Linked DNA regions of Gossypium hirsutum: region 2 is linked to region 1. The links are chromatin contacts, called in public Hi-C maps. All regions are on one chromosome and are shown on one strand. Each heading gives the region's core, a stretch centred on a gene start, on an enhancer-like site or on the middle of the called end of the contact. The rest is flanking DNA. Distances are from core to core; before and after follow the strand shown. Region 1 holds the start of LOC107918812 (photosynthetic NDH subunit of lumenal location 2, chloroplastic). Region 2 holds the start of LOC107918275.

The links. A called contact is a pair of places that touch in the nucleus more often than the background predicts.
Region 2: a Hi-C map of leaf shows a contact between it and region 1, with 2.1 times the contacts expected there. The contact joins the promoter of LOC107918275 here to the promoter of LOC107918812 in region 1. A contact is called at or near these places in 2 of 34 Hi-C or Micro-C datasets (hypocotyl and leaf).

What each region holds. Positions count from the first base shown.
Region 1 is chrD13:14,309,124-14,314,150 of Gossypium_hirsutum_v2.1, forward strand. LOC107918812 (photosynthetic NDH subunit of lumenal location 2, chloroplastic) reads right to left here and starts at 3,215. Exons shown (of 2, transcript XM_016848399.2): 1 at 2,496-3,215; 2 at 2,164-2,394. The coding sequence starts at 2,993. The coding sequence ends at 2,296.
Region 2 is chrD13:14,822,574-14,827,009 of Gossypium_hirsutum_v2.1, forward strand. It overlaps LOC107918275, which reads right to left and starts at 2,093. Exons shown (of 1, transcript XM_016847797.2): 1 at 1-2,093. The coding sequence starts at 1,374. It overlaps LOC107918274 (galactoside 2-alpha-L-fucosyltransferase), which reads right to left. Exons shown (of 2, transcript XM_016847796.2): 2 at 2,022-3,677. The coding sequence ends at 2,224.

The DNA of each region.
Region 1 (5,027 bases), core at 1,965-4,464:
GTCTATTGCTTTTTTTATTCCTTTTGTGTATTGATATTGCGCGTAACCGTTTACAATGCATATTTGGCTTTTATATAGCCAGAAAAATAAAAAATACAAAAGAAATCCATATATTTTTGTTGTATCATCTCGCTTTTTGTTATTGGCTTTTTCTTTGCTGTTATTTGTGTGTAGGTACGGCTGTACGGAGCAGTGGGCGTGGAGGTGTGGCACGTGGCAGTGGCGCACGTGCGAGGGAAGGCCCTGGTGGCTGCGGCGCTGAAGGCTCGTTGTGGCTGCTTGGGTTTCTGCGTTTGGGGAATGTTTTGGACTAGGTTGGGCTGGATTAGGCTTTGGGCTAGGCTAGTGTTTGGGTTGTTTAGGTATTGGGCTTGCTGATGTAATTTGGGTTTATTATTTTTTTCGGTTTGTAACTATGGCCTGATGGACTTTTAATAATTTTTGTTTTTATTTATAAAATTAGGCCGGGAAAATTGGGTATTACAATTACAAACGAAAAGTGATATAACCAAAAGTTATATCACTTGATTATTAACCAAGAGTTATCACATTTCATAGTGATGAATTATATCTCTTAAAATTATATAACTTTATTATTAACAATGAATTATGATTATTCAAGTATACATATGTTAATAATAATGTTTATTGCTAAAAGATGTGATTATCCATTTAGATAGTTGTGTTCCTATGAAAAGACAAGAGGACTCCTATAAATAGGAGACAAATTTCATTTGTCTGACACACTAGAAAAATACATCAAAGTTTCTTTCTATTGTTCCACCATCTTTTATATTTTTAGATTGTTCTATAAATAATTATTGTAGAAATTCTTTATAGAAATTCGTATCCTTGTTATGTTTCGTTCAGTACTCAGTGGACTATTTCCGTCAGTGCAAAACGTGGATAGTCATTGATTAAAAGTTTCATTAATTTCTCATAAGTTTATTTTTATTCTCGTAAACCAAGAACGCATGGGACTTGTAATTCCATTTAACAGAACTGAATTAGAGAACTATTATGCTTCTGGTTAGTATGCTACTGTCCTAATAATTTTGATTTTGTCTTTCATATACTGATATATCCGAGATTTAGGCAAGTAGGAGCAGGATCAGAATGGGATTTAAGCGGTCAATGATTCAACATCCTAGCTAATTTAAAGCGAGGATCATGCAACGTGTGACATTTGACATGTTACAGAAGCAAACTCCGATTATGTCAAGATTGATCTATTTCCAACTTTGATTGAGTTTTTACTGGTGTAGTCCAAGAGAAAATCCAGATACGCTTTGGCGTCTAACTTCGTAGAAATGAACATATTTTTCACCTTGCTTTATCTAGCAATTAGTTTCAGTCTACATTATCGAGAACTTCAGCAATATAATGAAGATAGGGCTGCTTGATTCTATTGAAGCATCCGCCGAGCAGTCCATCCACTTTAATGCCAAACACTGAGCAGAAAATGGTCACCTGAGTTATTAACACCGTGATATGCCCTTACGCCAGTTCAGTTGCCTGTTCCTATCTTGTTCTTTCTCCTCACTTATCTTTCTAGTTTCTACCAAATTTTCATTTATCAAGAGAGCAGCTAAAAACAGTTGAATCATCTTGGTTATGTTTGGCACACTGAAGATGATACTGAGCTTCAACACTGGGGCATTGTATTTGTTTCTTTTCAACCGGAACTTATGCTATTATGTTCATGTAATCTATTATACAGGCAATGCTGGCTTTGGTCTCTGCTGGACCTTCTACTGCAGCAACAATTGAATGCTTAGCACGCAAGGAAAACGGGAACGCGAACTGATAATAATTTCATCAGCCATTGCTATATCTCAAACAGCGGTGAAAGATTGAGTCTTGCATCTCCAAGTTATTGCTGGTTTTGAGACTGAATTTGTCTTCCTCTTCTAGAAGCTGGTTTGAGACTTTTACTGTCCTGGAATTATAAATTTCTTACCATTTGTGTTTCTTTAAACCGTCTATGGAAAGAAAATGGTCTAGTTTTCAAACTAGTTTGTAAAAATCTATAAAATTCGGGTCATAAGAAATGACACAGCAATTCAACCTCATTTTAGTTATAGTAACTGAAACTAGTCTCTTGGTAGCTTCAGCCTTTCTCAGATAAGTGTATGAAAAATTGCTGCAAAAGAATATAACACATGTCCTAAAAGTTGATGATATCTTAGTATTGATTGAAACTCAACATTTCCTGGTCTTACTACATCTGCATCACAATTATGGTCTCAATGAAGCAAATTGTAAATATCTCCAGCAGGCACTGCTACCATTGTTCTACCCCAATAATGCAACTAGATCATCTATGGATTTCAATGTCTTCTCGTAGTACAAGTACGATTCGTATACTTTCGGTGTGCGTACGTAATAATCGAACTACAAAAATTAAGATGAACAAAAAAAAGAAAAAACATAAGAAATTGACCTCACAAATGATTCATAGGCTGGTTTCACCAATTCATAATCTATGTACGTACCTCAGCCATGTTATCCACCAATTCATTTGCTGTTTTCACGTATTTATCTTTTCGACCTTGAGGCAATGTACTCATGGCATTCTTCAAGTCCTGAGAAAGATAAGCCTGCTTTAGTCGAATGTAAAACATGACATACCTCCATGACATGGAGTCCAACATGTCTCTCATGCTATGTAACCCCTCGGCAGTTTGTTTAATTCTGGCGGCGGCATCTTCCGGAGACAAACCGGGCTCGAAAAACCGTTCCCTGAGAAATGAATGTGTGCCCCAATTCTCTGCTACTGCTACTGGTGTGCCACTAAGCCCTAGTGCTGCTAGTGAAGTAGCAAGAAACGTTGTTACAAGTTTTCGCCGGTTGCTGATTATTACATTGTTTTGTTGGGGTTGAAACGATGCTCGGATTATGGGGAGGGAGAGTCTGCTGCAATGGTGACTTTGGGGTGTAGGGAATTTCTGGTTGACATGGATGAAGAATGTTGAATTAGTGAAGGAGGTCATGATTTTTGGATAAAAAGTGTGTGGAAAAGTTGAAGATCATTTAATGGAGCAAAATGTGAGGGTGGATTTTGGGGCAGGTTTTGATTGCTGACCGTATCGCCCCCTCATCCAACATGGACCGTAGCTTTTCGGAACTCCTTATCTTACATGAAGTTGACCCCCAAAATATATTTGCTCTAATTTTGGATTCTAGTACTGCTAAAATTTGAAATTTCCTTTCTCATTGTTTTATTTTTTTAATGTTATTATTTGTTTCAAATCCATAATATTGTTAGTTGATATAATTCATGTGATGATATAGTTTTTTTTTATTTCTATTTGATCACATAAAACTACGTGAAAATCTAATAAATTATATTTAACAAAATAAAATTATATGTGAATTAAATGCTTAAGGTTTTCCTTTTTTCTCTTTTTGGAATCTATGTAATATTTTCAAGGGATAAATTTTAAAATGATACATAAACTTAGATTCAATATATAATTTAATATGCAAATTTTAATTTGGTGTAATTATACATATGAAATTTTAATTGTTAATTCAGTCATACATATTTAAAGAAATAAATACATCAATTTATTTTTATATTGGATAAATATAATTACATGTGTGTGCAATATAAAATGTAAAATGATGCTAGATTAGTAATTGTGTTAAAAATTTGTGAGAATTGGATTAAACCAAAATTTCTTGTATAAAATTGAACAAAATCAAAATTCATGTATAAAATTGCACATTAAACTAAAGTTCATGTATAGTTTAAAGATTGACCCCTCGCTTTAATGATAATAACTAATTGTATTAAAGTAGAGAGATTGAATACCAAATTTCAACATAATTGAAGGGATAAAACAATAATTAGACTTATATTTATCTCTCTATATATCTCAAAACCGTCTTAGCCGAATTTGAAAATTTATTAATTTATAATTTAGCTTAAATTACAAATTATGTTACCTAAATTATAGATACTTAATTCTTTTGTTAGAAGTAATATCTAAATTATATATTCGTTACCTAAATTTATCTCTAATAATGAAAAAAAAACAACCGATTAAAAGTTGCCCATGGCACAAAAGCTACTTAACTATTATCATGTATTTATTTATATCAAATAATTTCAAAAAATAAAAAATGTTAAAATTAAAAAAAATATTTAAAAATTAAAAAAATCAAATTAAAAATTTATTAGAATTGGCTGATCAATTCACAGTCAATGACGGTCAACATCTGATCAACAAGTGGTGCTTATGTGACTTTGATGCCATGTTACGTTATGTGATTGATCCACGTTATTATTGATTGATTAACAGTGGACAAGTAGAAGTACCAACATAGAAAAAAAATAGTTTAGATATTATTAAAAATATATATTGAAATGAGAAAATGATTATAATTAAAATACTAATTTATTATTTAATCTTTATAATTTTAAAAAAAAATATCTAATATATTTTGTATAATTATAAATTTAAAATATATTTTATACACTTAAAATTAAAATTGCATAAAATATTAATCTTAATGGAGATTAAAAACTCATTTAAATCCAGCCCAATTCGGACCGGGCTGGAACAAGTGGGCTTTCTGGTTTGGTCATTTTATAACAAACTTTAAAATGGTTTGAATGCAGGCCTCCACAATCAAAATTGTTTCGTCTTTTCCAATACTTCAAACTTACGTTGTATACGAATGGCCATGGAAAGAATATTTACTCATTTTACGTCATTTTTTTAATCACATCAACCTATATTAAACTAAACAAGTAAATTTATCAAGTAATTTAGTAAATATAAAGTAATTTAACAAATTTTTTAATACATCAGAATTCTTATTTATAACCATGATAAATTTTAACTAAATTTATTTAACCAAATATTTTATAATATAATGAATAAAAAGGTTATATAAGTCAGTTCAAAAGTTTCTCCCAATTCGTGATTATATGTACTATAGATTATAGATTATTGTTGGGACTACAGTTGTTCAATGTTGATTGTTTGATCTTTGTTTAAACATCTTGATTGTCTATT
Region 2 (4,436 bases), core at 843-3,342, 510 kb after region 1:
AGAAACAGCCATTTCAATCCCACATCGGCCACTATTACCAATACCTCTGTAATACAATCTCCATTCATCAACATCACCATCCATTTCCACCAAACATGGTGATCCAATCCCTTTACTGTCCCATCCATCCTCCATTGTTGCTAGTTTCAGCACTGCTTCATCTTCAACCCTTCTCCAATCTTTCAATCCTTCAGCTGACATTGCCAGTCCAATGCTTCTCCTCCCATCAGCACCAACACCTTCATATGCCATCACATAGTTTCTATCTTTCTTGTTCTTAACTACATAGGGATTCATTGCTCCAAGTTCATCAAAGCATCCCTTTGGCCCACCTCCCATTATCTTCCCTAGCTTTATCCATTTCATCCCATCTCTTGACCTTGCCATCCCAATAGAAAAAACCCCATTTCCCACGTCGAATGAGTGATAGTACATTCTTAGATCACCATTCCCATGGAAAACAACTTGTGGTGATGATATGAACAATGAATCCCAATCTCCCTCGGACCCTACATCAAACAATGCTCCACTATGATGCTCCCCTTCAATCCTAGCCCAATGCCTTCCATCTTGACTGATTGCCAAACCTGGTAAAGACCTCAACACTTCCCCAGTTTGGCTACTTTGATTTTCAGGGTTTTGCACTTTGAATCCTAAAGAATCAGCTGAAATATCCACCTTCTCATTGCTGTAGCCAGTGTAGTAAAGCCAATAAACAGCACTTGAGGCTCTCACTTTAGCACTAGACATGATGACTACCTCACCAGGCCTAATGCTCTGTGTGTCAAAAGCCCACCAATCATTGCCACAACTCATGACCAAACCAACATCTGCACTTGATTTCACTGCACCTTTACCTCTCTCCCAATGGACCCCATTGCTTGAAACTGCTAACCCTATGGAATCTGAACCTTGGGAATCAGTGGAAACTCCATGGTACCACATATACCATCTTTCTTCCTCATCACTAAGGAACCTTTTAACCACTGGTGAACCAATATCTGTGCAGTCCCAAGAACCAACAGGACCCAAATCAAGCACCAAACCTCTAGAAAGAGCAGAAGGGGGATTTGAAGAAGAGGGGATTTCCTCATCTGAAACAGCGCTTGATGGGTTCTCAGTGGTTAGACTGGGATTCGGTTCAAAGGTTGGATTTTGGGCAGTTTCGTTGTTAGTGTCAGTGTTTGGTTTTCTGGAACAGCGAGGGAGACAAATTGAGCTGAATCTGGTGTTGGGATTTGGGGCATAAAAGGTAAGCATGTTGAGTTTGGTCTGTGACCATGGTGAGGCCACTGTAATAGAAACAGTTGCTCTGGGGACGGTGGAAGTTGCAGGGAAGTTAATGGCTTTCATCGTAGCTGATACAGCTTCCATGGCTGGGGGAATTGTTAAAAAGATTAGGTGAGCTGTACCTTGTTGGATTACCAACCAATTACAATACCACACGTTGAATTAGCTCTCGATAGAGACAAAAAAAAAAGGGGAAGGCTTTGGTGTTTGGTCTTGACACACATTGAAGACAGGAGGGCTTGTCTTTGTTGTTTTCATAAGTGAAGAAGAAACTAATTTCCAAAGGTAAAGTCACTTCCCACATTAGTATTGGGGTTTTGGAATTTCGACCATTGCCTTCCTTTTGCCCCTTCTTTTTTCTCCTTCAGAACATGAACAGTTAAAGTTTGCCTCAGTTCTTTTAGTAAAATCTAAGATCTAAAGAGGAGATTATTTACTCTCATCTAAAGAAACATATTGGGTTTTGAGCCAAATCTTCTTTTAGTTTTGAGCCAAATCTTCTTTTAGGTTTACTTTCCCTTTTTCAATCTTTCGGCCAGTATAAGCAAAACTACGGTTTCGTTTTCAAACTACAAAAGTAAAAGATGATGCTCGATCAATAACCAATGGTGGAAATAAAGACATGTTCAACAAGTTTTCATCTGCCAAGTAATGTCTATATATAACACTACTTAACATAAAAGAAATGTCTCTAAGTCACAAGCAATATCATTGTCTCAGAGAACTATAGCTAATGATAAAAAGGGAACGGAATCTGATATGCAGTGATGAACCTCAATCTCACAAATCTTATACAGGAAAAAAAAAAGCAAGCTTATTTACAGAAAAACCACACAGAATAAGGTAACTTCACAGTTCAATGAGATATATTGCAGTTCTATCAAAATCTTCTAGAGAAATTTGGGTAGAAAATAAAAATCCCTGTAAGAGCTATTACTCAGTATACCTATCTACCACTTTAAGACCCCAACTAATGTCTTCACAATGTCTAACATGTGGAACAACTTTACCTGTGTCGATACCCTCCTTAGCTTTGCAGTCATAAAATGGTGGAGCATGGAAACAAGGCTCCATTGACATGGCACGTTGACAAGGTGGATTTGGGCTCGTTTGATTTTCGGATTTGTAAAGGATCCATGGCTTCAAACCTCCAAGACCCTGAGCTACGTACCCGAATGTAGACCATGCACTTGTGACTAACACATCAGTTAAACTAAGCAGATACATTTCAGCCAAAGCCTTCATGTTGTGCAATGGCTTTTCACTCCGCTGTTGTTCTTCATGACTTGGCTGATGAACCCCAATTATATCACCGGTCACCGTAGGGTGTTCCCAGTAAATGTTCTTCATGTTCTCATAGTATCCATAAACCAGAGAAGTCATCAAGACAGCTTTCACCTTCGGGTTTTTTGACGGATTCACAGCCAATCGTCTAGTATCCACTTCAGGCAACAACTTCTCTCCTATAGTACAAGCTGAAATTTGATCCTTCACGTATTGGTACGGGCCAGGTCCTTTATCGAAAATCCTTACCTGGATGCCAATCCTCTCATCTGCCCTGGCCAAGTATGCTTTATAATACCTTGTGACTATTCCCCACACATGATTTGAAGGGTGAAAAAGATACCTACCCAAGTGATGAAATATGGTTTCCTTGTTGGGAAACAGCTTCTTCAGTTCATCCTCAAATGATGGCATCAAAAAGAGGGATGGAACAAAATAGTTGTCTGTTTTAACAACCAACCAAGTGAACCTTTTTAACAGAGCTTGATCATCATCACAAAAGAACAGCTTATCATGATCATCATAATCATGAGCCAGATGCAGATACACATATGATGGCAATGATCCCATTGAAGCCTTTATCATGTTATTCTTAAGCAAGTTCCCATAGGATTCAGCAGACTTTTGATCAAAGCTATTGAACATTTTAGCAATCGGGAAATTCATGGGCAAAAACCATGATCTCTCTGGGAATGGCTCGCAGAACAAACTGGCCATATCGTTCCCTCGGTCCACAAGCAACACTCTTTCGGTTAAAAGAGCATAGAGAAACACTGAAGCCAGAGTCAAAATCCTGTTCCCCAACCCACTGTACCATACCCAGACAACATATTTACAGTCTGTCGTGCCAACGACATTGCTGCCGGACTTGAGTTGTTCCACTGCTTTATTGTAGGACGGAGTGTTGGGTCCGCAACGTTTATGAAGGTCCTCATATTTTCTTAGCTTAGAAACAAGGTATGGAGATGGCTTGTAAGGTAAAGCTTTGCGATATAAAATCGACTGGTATCGACTTAAACATGATTGTCCATCGAACCCATCAGCAAGCAGTCCTCCAAGCAGTTTGTCTTCAGCAATGTCAACATGTTGGAGGACATCAACTTCTGAACCAAAGATATTAAATTCAGACATGCTAATAAAATCCATACATTCCTGCAATATCACTCACTAATCACAACCAATTGATTTTCTTTGTTTTTCTGTAACATCATCTATTCACTAATATACTAAAGAAATTCTTTAAATTATTACACTTGTTAACACTGAATAGGACTATTATTTTTAAATGTTATTCATGAAAATCCTTAATCCTAACTAAAACAAAATTACTCATACATGACATTGCTAACATTTATTCATTTATACATCATATTGCCTTATTTTCGTTTAAGTTGTAAACGAACATACCCTTCTATGAATAGTTATATTCGTTTATCAAGTTAGATAAATGACCATAAGCAAGATTTTAAAGCTCGTTTATTAAATAAACCAAGCATGAAAAGGACATTATTCACTTGATCTATGTTCATAAATGAATTCATTTCTTTTTGTTTAAAGCTCGTTCAAAACTCGTTTATTATTCAATTATATAATTAATATTGATATTGTTTGTATGTTCTTTTTATCCGGTAAAAATGAACTAATGTTTATTTTATTTTTATATTATAATCAGTAATATTTATAAATATGTTTATGTATTATTCATGAATAAATTTTAATTTTTTGTATGTTGGTGAACATGTTTTTTGAATACTAATGACAAACACAAACATAATCTTAAAATTCTTAAGAAACATAAAACCAAACACAAAGAAGCTTAATAAAAACAAACATGAATAGAGGCAGGATAGTTCAAGCTCAGT